2 separate regions of the Sus scrofa genome follow, and region 2 is linked to region 1. Evidence: chromatin contacts called from public HiChIP or PLAC-seq data. All regions are on one chromosome and are shown on one strand. Each heading gives the region's core, a stretch centred on a gene start, on an enhancer-like site or on the middle of the called end of the contact. The rest is flanking DNA. Distances are from core to core; before and after follow the strand shown.

Region 1 (5,187 bases), core at 1,449-3,948:
TATACGGAATGGAAAGATGTCCACAACATATATTAAATGAAAAAGCAAGCTGCAGAACAATACATATAGTAAAACTCCATTTTATGACAGAAAGAGAGATGAAAATCCATGAAGCTGAGATAAAGAGGGGCTTTCACTTTATATTCTTTTGGGGGAGGGTCACACTCCTGGCACATGGAAGTTTCTGGGCCAGGGATTGAACCCATGCTTCAGCAGTGACCCAAGCAGCTGCAGTGACAACACTGGATCCTCAACCCACTGTGCCACAAGAGAACTCTAGTATTTTATATTCTTCTGTCTTCTTAAATTTTTTACAATGAACATTTTCTTTTTAATGTATGGTATAAATCTAGCTTTAGGAAAATTTGCATGTAATATCTTACAGGTAAAAGTATACAAATGCCTAAAAAATGTCCAGAAAAATACACAGCAAATGTTAATAGCAGTTAGCTCTGGGTGGTGGAGTTATTGGTGTATTTATTTTCTTTAGATTTATCTGAAGTTTTTGAAAAAAATTAAATAGAATATATATTCCCTCAATAATTAATAAAAAGTAGAGCGAGGTTTCAAAAGAAAGAACTAAGCAAAATAGCCTGCGGGAGAGTTGACTTAGTTACTGCCATTTGCTTTAAGCTTTAGGAAATATATTTTGACTCAAGTATTTGGAGAGCATGCCAGGCTTGAGTAGGTTGTGAAACTATGGAAAGATCCATGAGGTAAACAAGTAATGAAAGCAAGATGGACTGGCTCTAACAGCTCATTAAGACACAATCTACCATGTCCTTAAGAGCACACACACTAAAGGCAGACCATCTAATCCAAATCCTGGCTCTACCCTAGTTGTTATGACCTTAAACAAGTAACTCAACTTGCAAAAAGGATTCTTGATGACCTCCAAAGGCCATTTTCTTTCTCGGTTTTAAGAGTAAAATGTAGATAATTCATCGGTAAGATACACCTATAAACTGTAGATAATTAAAGTGCCTACAACTCATAGGGTTGTCATGAAGAATAACTAAATCAATAAATACATAAAGCACTCGGTACAGTGCCTGATGCACAGTACGGGTTATACACGCGTTTGCTATTAACATTAGTGGGCGATGGTATAAACACACTGAGTTCCTCTTTCTGTAAACCACAGTGAGAAGGAGCTGTTTCTGCCCTTGATGGAGCTTAGGCTCTTGTTGAGAATACAGGGAACCAAAATTCAAGAGCCAAAAGAGTGATCTAAATCAGGCGCTGGCAAACTACAACCCCAGGGCCTCTAGCTAATAACCGTTTCTACAATTTTAAAGAGTTGGCGAGCAAAACAAATGAAAGAATATATGACAGAGATGGATGTGGATTGTAAAGCCTAAACTATTTACTCTCTGGCCCTTTACAGAAAAAAGTTTGCCACTGCTGATCTAAACAATAAATGCTACACTAAATTAGAGGCCGCAAGAGCATTATGAGGGAGGAGGCAGCTTTGAACTGTAAAAGCCTTATGAGTTGGAGGGCTTTGGGAGGTCATCAAGAATTCCTTTTACTAATTAAGAGATCACTGGTCATCCAGTTTCTGCTTAACATGATCACAGTGATGGAGGACTCACTATATGACTTGAGCTTTAAACAGAAACCTTTTCTTCTTTCTTTCCATACTCCTCATTTCAGTCTCAACTTCCTTGCCATTTCCCCCGGCCTCTTCTCTGCCTCTTGAACAGTCAATCTGGTGAGCGGTGAGACTCAAATTTATGTCTCATTCTTGGCTTTGCCAGCTACCAGAAAGTTGACATAATCTCTGAGCCCCTAAACTCCACTTACAAAATGCAAACTACAATTTTGGGATATGAAGATTCAATGAGATGGCAGCGAAAGGGCCTACGAGGTCCCCTTTTTTGGAATCAATCGCCGGATTCCAGGACTCCAGACTATTTTTCCAGCACAAAAACAGCAATCATGCACTGCAGAGTTCTTGACTAGAAGTTAGTAAATGTAGGCTCTAGTCCTATTTCTACCAACTGTAGCCACTCTGATTCATGGGCTTCACCGATAGAGTGAAGGGGATAAATGACTAGATGATCTTCAGGTCCCTTCTGGATGAGAAAATAATCTTGAGCACTGGATCTCAGAGCAGGGCACGGCAATGTCTCAGCTCCTCCCAACTTGAGTCCCCAAAAGCCATGAGACAGAGTCCCACTCCCAGCAGCATAAAAGAGGTATCCTCTGGCTCCAGCCGAATCTCTGTAGTCGACCTGACTACAGGCAAAGCGCATGAAACAACAGTGGAACACGGGCCAGCGTTTTAAACTAACACGCACACAAATCAACAGTTTGTTAACTTGTGATGACAAATTAAACGAGCCAGGGGACACCGCTGCTCAGAGCTACGACAACGCGAAGCCAAATTACTGACGAAACTGCACCGGTACGGGAGACTCCACTGAGACGCTTCCTTCCGTCCCCTCGAACTCCACTCCCCCATGGAGGAGGCGGCCGCGGGCCCTGGGGTAGAAGGTGGGAAAGGAAGCGCGGACGGAGCCGGGGGGCAAGGCCAGGCGGAGAGCCGAGCGCACGCTCCTTCTCACCTTAGTTCGCGTCGCTCAGGCACCTGCTTCGGGAAAGCTTCGGACTCAAGTGACAGGACCCGTCGGGGACCAAAAGACAGGTCCTGCCTAGGAAGGACCCCTCACCCGGCCCGCTGGCTCCGCGAGCCACGCCGGCCTCCCGGGCTGCCCTCCGGCTGCCTGACTGAAAAAAATGTAACTCTGCCCCCTCCTCCCAGGGTCTTCTTCCTTCCGGCGGAGAAAGTGTCCTTTTCGTCCCGTTAGCCGGAAGCCAAGGGCAAGGTTAAGGGGCCAGCGGCAATTCGTCACCGGGGTTTCAGTCAGGCAGTACGTCGGACGCCTGGCCAGGGGCAGCCGGCGGGAAGAAAAGTCCTCTGGCTGCCACCAGCTCCAGCAACTTTCCAGTTTCGTCCTCTCCTGCTCAAGATGGTCGCCTCCCGGGCAATAGGCAGCCTCCGTCGCTTCACTGCCTCCCAGACGCTCCGCTGCCCAGGTGAGGCCTGCTTGAGGGCAACCTACGGTCCTGGCCAGAGACCTGGACTTTATCGCCGCAGCGCTGCCTGCATCTCCTGGCTCAGGAAGCCAGCGTTGGATGAGGGAGAGGGTTGCTGCTGTGGGACCCAGTGTCTTGTTGTTTACTGGCGCAGGGACTGATATTTTCTCTCAAGTCCTGCGGCGATTTCAGACTCCGTAACCGCTGACGTTTCTGAGTTCCATCCACTGGGTCTGGCATCTTCCGCAGGTCTCCCCGTATTTCCCTTCATGATGGCCTTGAACCTGTCCCTACTAGATGGAGAGGTCCAGGACGACTAGGACAGCCTAGTCTGTCACATCTTTGTGGCTCCACAGCACCTTGCCTGTAAAAGGAGGTATCTTAAAACCTTCTTGTATGAAATTAACCAGCCTTTCAAATTACTGCCACTTCCACACCCTTTCCCTCAAAACCTTTTTTTGTACCTATTACCACACTTTAATAGGAAACTCACCTGTTGCAGTTCCATAATCCCAGTAGGAACCCAGTATAATGCGTTGACTTTCTCAGGGGAGGTCCTGCAACTTGCAAGGAGAAAACTTTTTTTTTTTTTTAAACATGAAGATACTTAAGGAACAAAATGTTAGATAATTTTAACAACTATTTCTACCCTAGTTTCTAACAATACCCAGGTAGCTTTCATTAGCTATATTGTCTTTTTCTCTTCAAACTGGCAAGAGAAAGAATTAAAGTGGATGATTGTGGAAAATCAAGCATTTTCCTTCCACCTCAAATCTTTAAGGTGAAATGTGATTTTTTTTATTGCATGTTGTATTTAACTCTGCTTACTTAACTAGTAATTTCATTTATAATATGCCTTCCTCCTTCTGAACCACTAGGGTAGTACTGTATGCTGTTTTAGTGCCTGGAATCTCCCTTTACTGTAAGGGATTGATTAAATGATTGACTCTTTTCTGCTTTCTTATTTCAACCACTGTTTTTAGGCTCCACAGGACTCTGTGTGTGTGTGTGTGTGTGTGTGTGACTCCCACTCATAATATTACAAGAAGGTGAAATGTTAAGAGTGGGGAAAGGGATTAAGGAAAAAGAATCACCCATTCTCTTACTACTCACATACCTACTGTTAGCATTTGGTCATGTTACCTGACAGTTTGATTTGTCTGTTTTCCACATTTTTGATTTAACATTTTAAAAATATCAAATATATATTTTTGAACTTTCCCATCCATTGCTCTTAAGGTAATTCAGTTAAAAGCATTAAATTTGGAGTTTGACTTGTGGGTTTGAATCTGGCTTTGTCTTTTACCCTCTCTGGTGACCTTACCCCTGATGACCTTGGACAATTAATGTATATTTCTGTTTTCTCCTTTGTGAAATGAGGAATAATACCACCTTTTGAGCTTTAAAAGAATTGTTTTAAGTGTAAAACAGCTTTTCTATGAAGTAAGTGCTATTATTAATGTTAATAAGCATTAGCTATTATTAACACTTTTTTGCCCTGAAGAACTGTGATTTATGTATATCTGATAATTTTTAAAGTAATGTTTGTTTTACATGTGTAGTAAAAAGTTACAAGCTTGGTTCTTCTATATTTTTTTTGTGTAGAAGTATATATACATACACATGTGTATATATTTTGCATTGGTCTTTCCCCAATAAAGAAAATATGGCTTATTATAGTTATTGCCTCTTTTAGTAGCAATTTATAGATTTTTGAAAAAAGTCCAGGGAGTTCCAGTTGTGACTCAGTGGACACTAGTATCCATGAGGATTCGGTTTCAATCCCTGGCCTCGTTCAGTGGGTTAAGGATCCAGAAATTCCCAGGCTAGGGGCTGAATCAGAGCTGTAGCTGCCCGCCTGCACCACAGCCACAGAAATGCCATATCTGAGCCGTGTCTGCAAACTACACCACAGCTCACAGCAACGCTTGATCCGTAACCCACTGAGCGAGGCCAGGGATCAAACCTGTGTCCTCAAGAATGCTACCACTGGGAGTTCCCGTCGTGGCGAAGTGGTTAACGAATCCGACTAGGAAACATGAGGTTGCAGGTTCGGTCCCTGCCCTTGCTCAGTGGGTTAACGATCCGGCGTTGCTGTGAGCTGTGGTGTAGGTTGCAGACGCGGCTCGGATCCTGCGTTGCTGT
Region 2 (4,662 bases), core at 1,544-4,043, 210 kb after region 1:
TCACAGCTGTCTAGCAGTGACCTGCTGGGTGATGAACAGGTAGGTCCTGGTGGGGACAAGGTATAAAGTCTGTGTTCAAGGAAAGCCACAGAAAAGAGGGCCTGGTTTTCGTCTGGGCAAGGGAAGCAGCAAGACCACGATCTAAGATGGGAGGATGCTGATGTGGACGAGGGTGCGGAAAGGCCTTGTAACCAGTGACATTCTCTGCAGGACCCTCTTTCTCAGCCCCCCTCCAACTGCCCTACGCCTCCATTCCTTCACTTCAAACTCCTTAAAAGCTGCCCACGCTCCCTGGCTCACCGTCTCCGCACTCCTCCACCCTCAGCAGCAGGCCTGCCCAGCTGGCCCCCCTTAGAAGCACGCTGCAAGGTCTCCAAGGACTTTCTGGTCACCATATCTAGGCAACAGATACTCCCAGCTCTAATCTTGTTTCGGTCATTCATTGTTCATTCATTCAAAGAATATTTGTTAAGCACCAACTTTTTGTCTGGGGCCGAGGATATGATATTGAACAAGATCCACTAGGCAGAACTTCCCTACAGAGACACTGTCTATTTATTCCTCTTAAGATGCCACACACTCATGTGCACACGTACTTGCTCTTTCTGTTCACATCTTCCCCAAAGCCTCTGACTAGGGACTCAGCTGCCAGGCATGCGATCTACATGCAACACAGACAAATGGGAAGGAAGTTAGGTCAGTAGCCTAAGGAAGCTGGGGAGGAAGGGGGCCAGACAGCCTGGAGGGGCACCCCAGGATGTACACATCAGTCACCTGGCCATTTGCTAGTGGCCTGGGGAGTGTGTAACTCGGAATGGCAGGCACCCAGCAGAGAAGGGCACGCTGCCAGAATCTCAGGTTCTGGCGACTTCAGGCAGTTCTCGAGGCAAGGCCCTTCCCAGAGGGCCAGGGAGGGACCAGGGGACCGGTTGCAGCCTTTGGGGAGGCCAGCAGCCTGGGCACAAGACCGCTACATCATACTCCTTCGCTGAATCCTGGCCTTCCTCCTGGAGCATGAAGCTCCCAGAACTGTCCCGTGAAGCAGGGAGTCTCTGAGCCAGACCCTGAGTTCTGGGCCAGATGCCGGCATCCTATAAATCCAAGGAGCCAGCCCGTCAGGGCTCCAGCTGGCTGACCACCCAAGGGCCCAGGTGATGGAAGGGCTCAGAATTTTCCTTTCTTTCTCTTCCTAGGGAATTATATAAAGTAAATGAACAATATAGAAGAAAAGGAGGAAGAAGATGGGGGAAAGAGAAGAGGAGTAGAAGGAGGAGGTGGAGAAGAAAGCATTGTTTTTTAAAAGCCCAGCCCTGAACGTAAAACCTTTGAATAACTTCCCATTGCTCGTTGGATAATCACTCCCCCCTTCACACCTCTCCCCGTCTCTCCCCACCCCTTCCAGTTATAGGAGGTTTCTGGGGCCTGCTAGGATGTGTTCACACAGCCCTGTGGGAAATTGCCCCATGGGGTTGCAGCAACTGAATCAGGGGGAGGGGGTGGGGGGTACCATAATGGGCTCTTCGTAAGGAGCATAGAGCACTGCACGAAGCGGGGTTTGGTCCCCGGTCTGTGACTCTAGGACCATGGGAAAATGACCGTCTAAGCCTCCTGTTCTTGGCCTGGGCAGTGAATGGGGAGAATGCGCCCTGTCCTGCCTGCCTTACTGGGAGGCTCAGGTGAGATAAAGAGCCTAGAAACCTTTGTGAATTATCCAGTGCTGAACAAGTAAGGGATTGCTCCTACTACTGAGTAAACTACCTTGAGAAGTGTCAGAAGCCCGCCTCCTTCATCTCTCAGTGCTTTTCTTTCTAATAATCCTTTATGTCATTATAACACTTGATGCCTTTCAAAGCACTTTTACATGTATATTGTTATTTGTGGTGCCACATCTCGGTGCAGTGGCCAGGCAGGGCTACCCCTTGCTGGGCATATAAGGACACAGGCTCCGAAGGGTGAAGTCACCAGAAGGCCCAGTATCACGGGGCGCGTGGTGGCAGAGCCAGGCCTGAGCTCAGGTTTCCTGACTGCAGCCTGGGGCCTGCTCCCAGCTGCTGGAGCCGCTCTGCCCCCAGCATGTACCAGCTGTTGTTCTTTTAGATTCTAAACCTCTCAGAGGGTACAGGCAGGGTCTTCTTAGGGGATTAACTTCCTCATGGGAGTTAGCATGGGCTCTGGGTGGCGCTATTTCAGGGTACACTTGAGCTTTTGACAGCGAGAGAAGCTTGGGTTTGGAAAATCTACGCACCCAGGCCCACAGGAGGTTGCCCAGGTTCCTTTGTCCCTCCTCTGTGACAGTGGTCAGCCAAGAGTCAGGCCAGAGCTGGGCCTCCAGGGCTGAGTCTGGCTACAAAGTGTGCCAGTGCCTTGCGCTGCTCAGATGACATGGGATGGCTCCCTCCACGCCATCCAGCCGCTGGGGCAGCGCAAGCACAGAAACACAGGCCTGCTCCCTGACCTGGAGCTGCTCACAGCTGCAGGGACAGCAGCCCATGGGAAAAGAACAGCGCAGCGGATGGGCGGGGCGAGCACCCTCTCAAGGAGGGGGCGGGGGCGCAGGCCGGGGGTGGGGGTGGGGGGCGCCCAGTTAAGAGACGAAATGAACTCCGAAAGTCCAGATCTCTGGGGGCTGGGAGGCTCTGAGGAAGCCTCCAGGCTGAGGACACCCGCCTCCCCCTCCTCTAAGTCGGTCTCCGGTCAGACTTGCAGTTAGTGAATCACACCAGGAAACCGCCTCTGCAACATTCCAGGATGCACAAGCCAGGCCCTGGGTCTGACTGCTGATTGGTGGTGGTGGAGTCAGGGGAAAGGGCACCAGACCGGCTGTCTGGAGATGTGGGCCGCTGCGCCCCACTCCACACACGAGCCAGACAAGGCCGAGAGATTGGGGCGCGTTTGCTGTCAAGGTCAAAGCCTCGGTGGCCCGAGTTTGGCTTCAACTCAGGTCTCCTGAATTTCTGCTGTAGGAACCTCCACTCTCGTCCATCCATAATGATGACAAGCATTCCAGAGAGAAGGCCCGGGGCGGCAGAGACGATCTGGAGTTGAAGAGAGAGCAAGGCGGCAGTGAGAGCACGCCAGGTCAGCAATACCTCGGTCCCACCACGACCTCCACTTCCCTTCCCTGAGTCCCAGAGGGGCTGAATGAGGCTGAGAAGAGTGATGGGAATTGTTCCCATGACATTTATAATAGTTAAAAAAAAACCCCAAAAAACAAAAAACAGAGACAGCCTAACTGTGCAATAGGGGGTGTGATAGAAAATAAATCATAGGAGTTCCCGTCGTGGTGCAGTGGTTAACGAATCCGACTAGGAACCATGAGGTTGCGGGTTCGGTCCCTGCCCTTGCTCGGTGGGTTAAGGATCCAGCTTTGCTGTGAGCTGTGGTGTAGGTTGCAGACGCGGCTCGGATCCCGCGTTGCTGTGGCTCTGGCATAGGCCGGAGGCTACAGCTCCGATTCGACCCCTAGCCTGGGAACCTCCATATGCCGCTGGAGCGGCCCAAGAAATGGCAAAAAGACCAAAAAAATTAAAAATTAAAAAAATATAAATAAATAAATCATAAATGTAAGTACCTGTTCACAACAATATAGCTTCTAGAAAGTAATATAGAGTGTCTTTATGACCTTGGGGTAGAAGAAAGATTTTTAAGCAAAACATAACAAGTGCTAGTCACAGAAAAAGACGGATAAATGTGTCTATAGGACCATTAAGGAATTGGGTTATGAAAAGGTACCACGAGCAGAATGAAATGTCAAACCACAGTGAAAATGCTTGCATCGCATATAAGCAGCAAAAGGCTCAAAGCCAAAATACAAAAGAACTAAAAAAAAAAAACTCTTAAAAAGCAGCAAGGAAAAGACAGGCAATGCAGTAGAAAAGTGACCAAGAGACTTGAAGGGGCAATTCACAAAAGAAGACGCAGAAAGGTCGTGTCCTAACGTAAAAGTTGCTCAATTGTATTTGTTGTCAGGAAAGTCCAAGTTAAAACCTCGGTGAGGAGTTCGCTTGTTGCACAACAGGTTAAGGATCCGGTGTTGTTACTCCAGCGGCTTGGGTCAAGGGTTCGATCCCCGGCCTGGGAACTTCTACATGCCACGGATGTCGCAAAAACAAAAGCAAAAAATCTTATAATGAGATACCAAATATCTAAAAGTAAGAATGCCAATATTAAGTGTTTGTTCTGACCTGAGCTGGTCCTGGAACTGTCATACACTGCTGGCAGTGCATCTTGTTATTCCCACTTTGGAACACTCTTAGACATTTTTAACTGATGTTGAAAATTTGCATTCCCTATGACCTGGCAATCACACCCCCGGGTATATGGGCAACGGAAATGTGGCTAGTGGGCATAGGCGGTATGAACAAGAATGTTCATAGTGACATACCTTATAAAAACCCCAAACTGGAGTTCCCATTGTGGCTCAGCAGTAACAAACGCAACTAGTATCCATGAGGATGCGAGTTCCATCCCTGGCCTCTGTCAGTGGATTAAGGATCCTGCGTTGCTGTGAGCTGTGGTGTAGGTTGCAGACATGGCTTGGATCCTGAGTTGCTGTGGCTGTGGTGTAGGCCAGCAGCTATAGCTCAGATAACGACCCCTAGCCTAGGAACCTCCTTATGCTGTGGGTACAGCCCTAAAAAGACAAAAAAAAAAAAACAAAAA

Evidence for each region. HiChIP or PLAC-seq counts read pairs in DNA pulled down with a chosen protein or histone mark.
Region 2: a contact with region 1 is called in an H3K27ac HiChIP or PLAC-seq map of alveolar macrophages. The contact joins the promoter of KIF3C here to the promoter of HADHB in region 1. A contact is called at or near these places in 2 of 2 datasets of contacts at active chromatin or transcription factors (alveolar macrophages and skeletal muscle).

What each region holds. Positions count from the first base shown.
Region 1 is chr3:112,750,423-112,755,609 of Sscrofa11.1, forward strand. It overlaps HADHB (hydroxyacyl-CoA dehydrogenase/3-ketoacyl-CoA thiolase/enoyl-CoA hydratase (trifunctional protein), beta subunit), which reads right to left and starts at 2,699. Exons shown (of 16, transcript NM_001348972.1): 1 at 2,571-2,699. It overlaps HADHA (hydroxyacyl-CoA dehydrogenase/3-ketoacyl-CoA thiolase/enoyl-CoA hydratase (trifunctional protein), alpha subunit), which reads left to right and starts at 2,921. Exons shown (of 20, transcript NM_213962.2): 1 at 2,921-3,042. The coding sequence starts at 2,976.
Region 2 is chr3:112,960,631-112,965,292 of Sscrofa11.1, forward strand. KIF3C (kinesin-like protein KIF3C) reads left to right here and starts at 2,794. Exons shown (of 11, transcript XM_021087735.1): 1 at 2,794-3,078. It overlaps LOC106509872 (a long non-coding RNA gene), which reads left to right. Exons shown (of 4, transcript XR_001307824.2): 3 at 1-39; 4 at 1,194-2,132.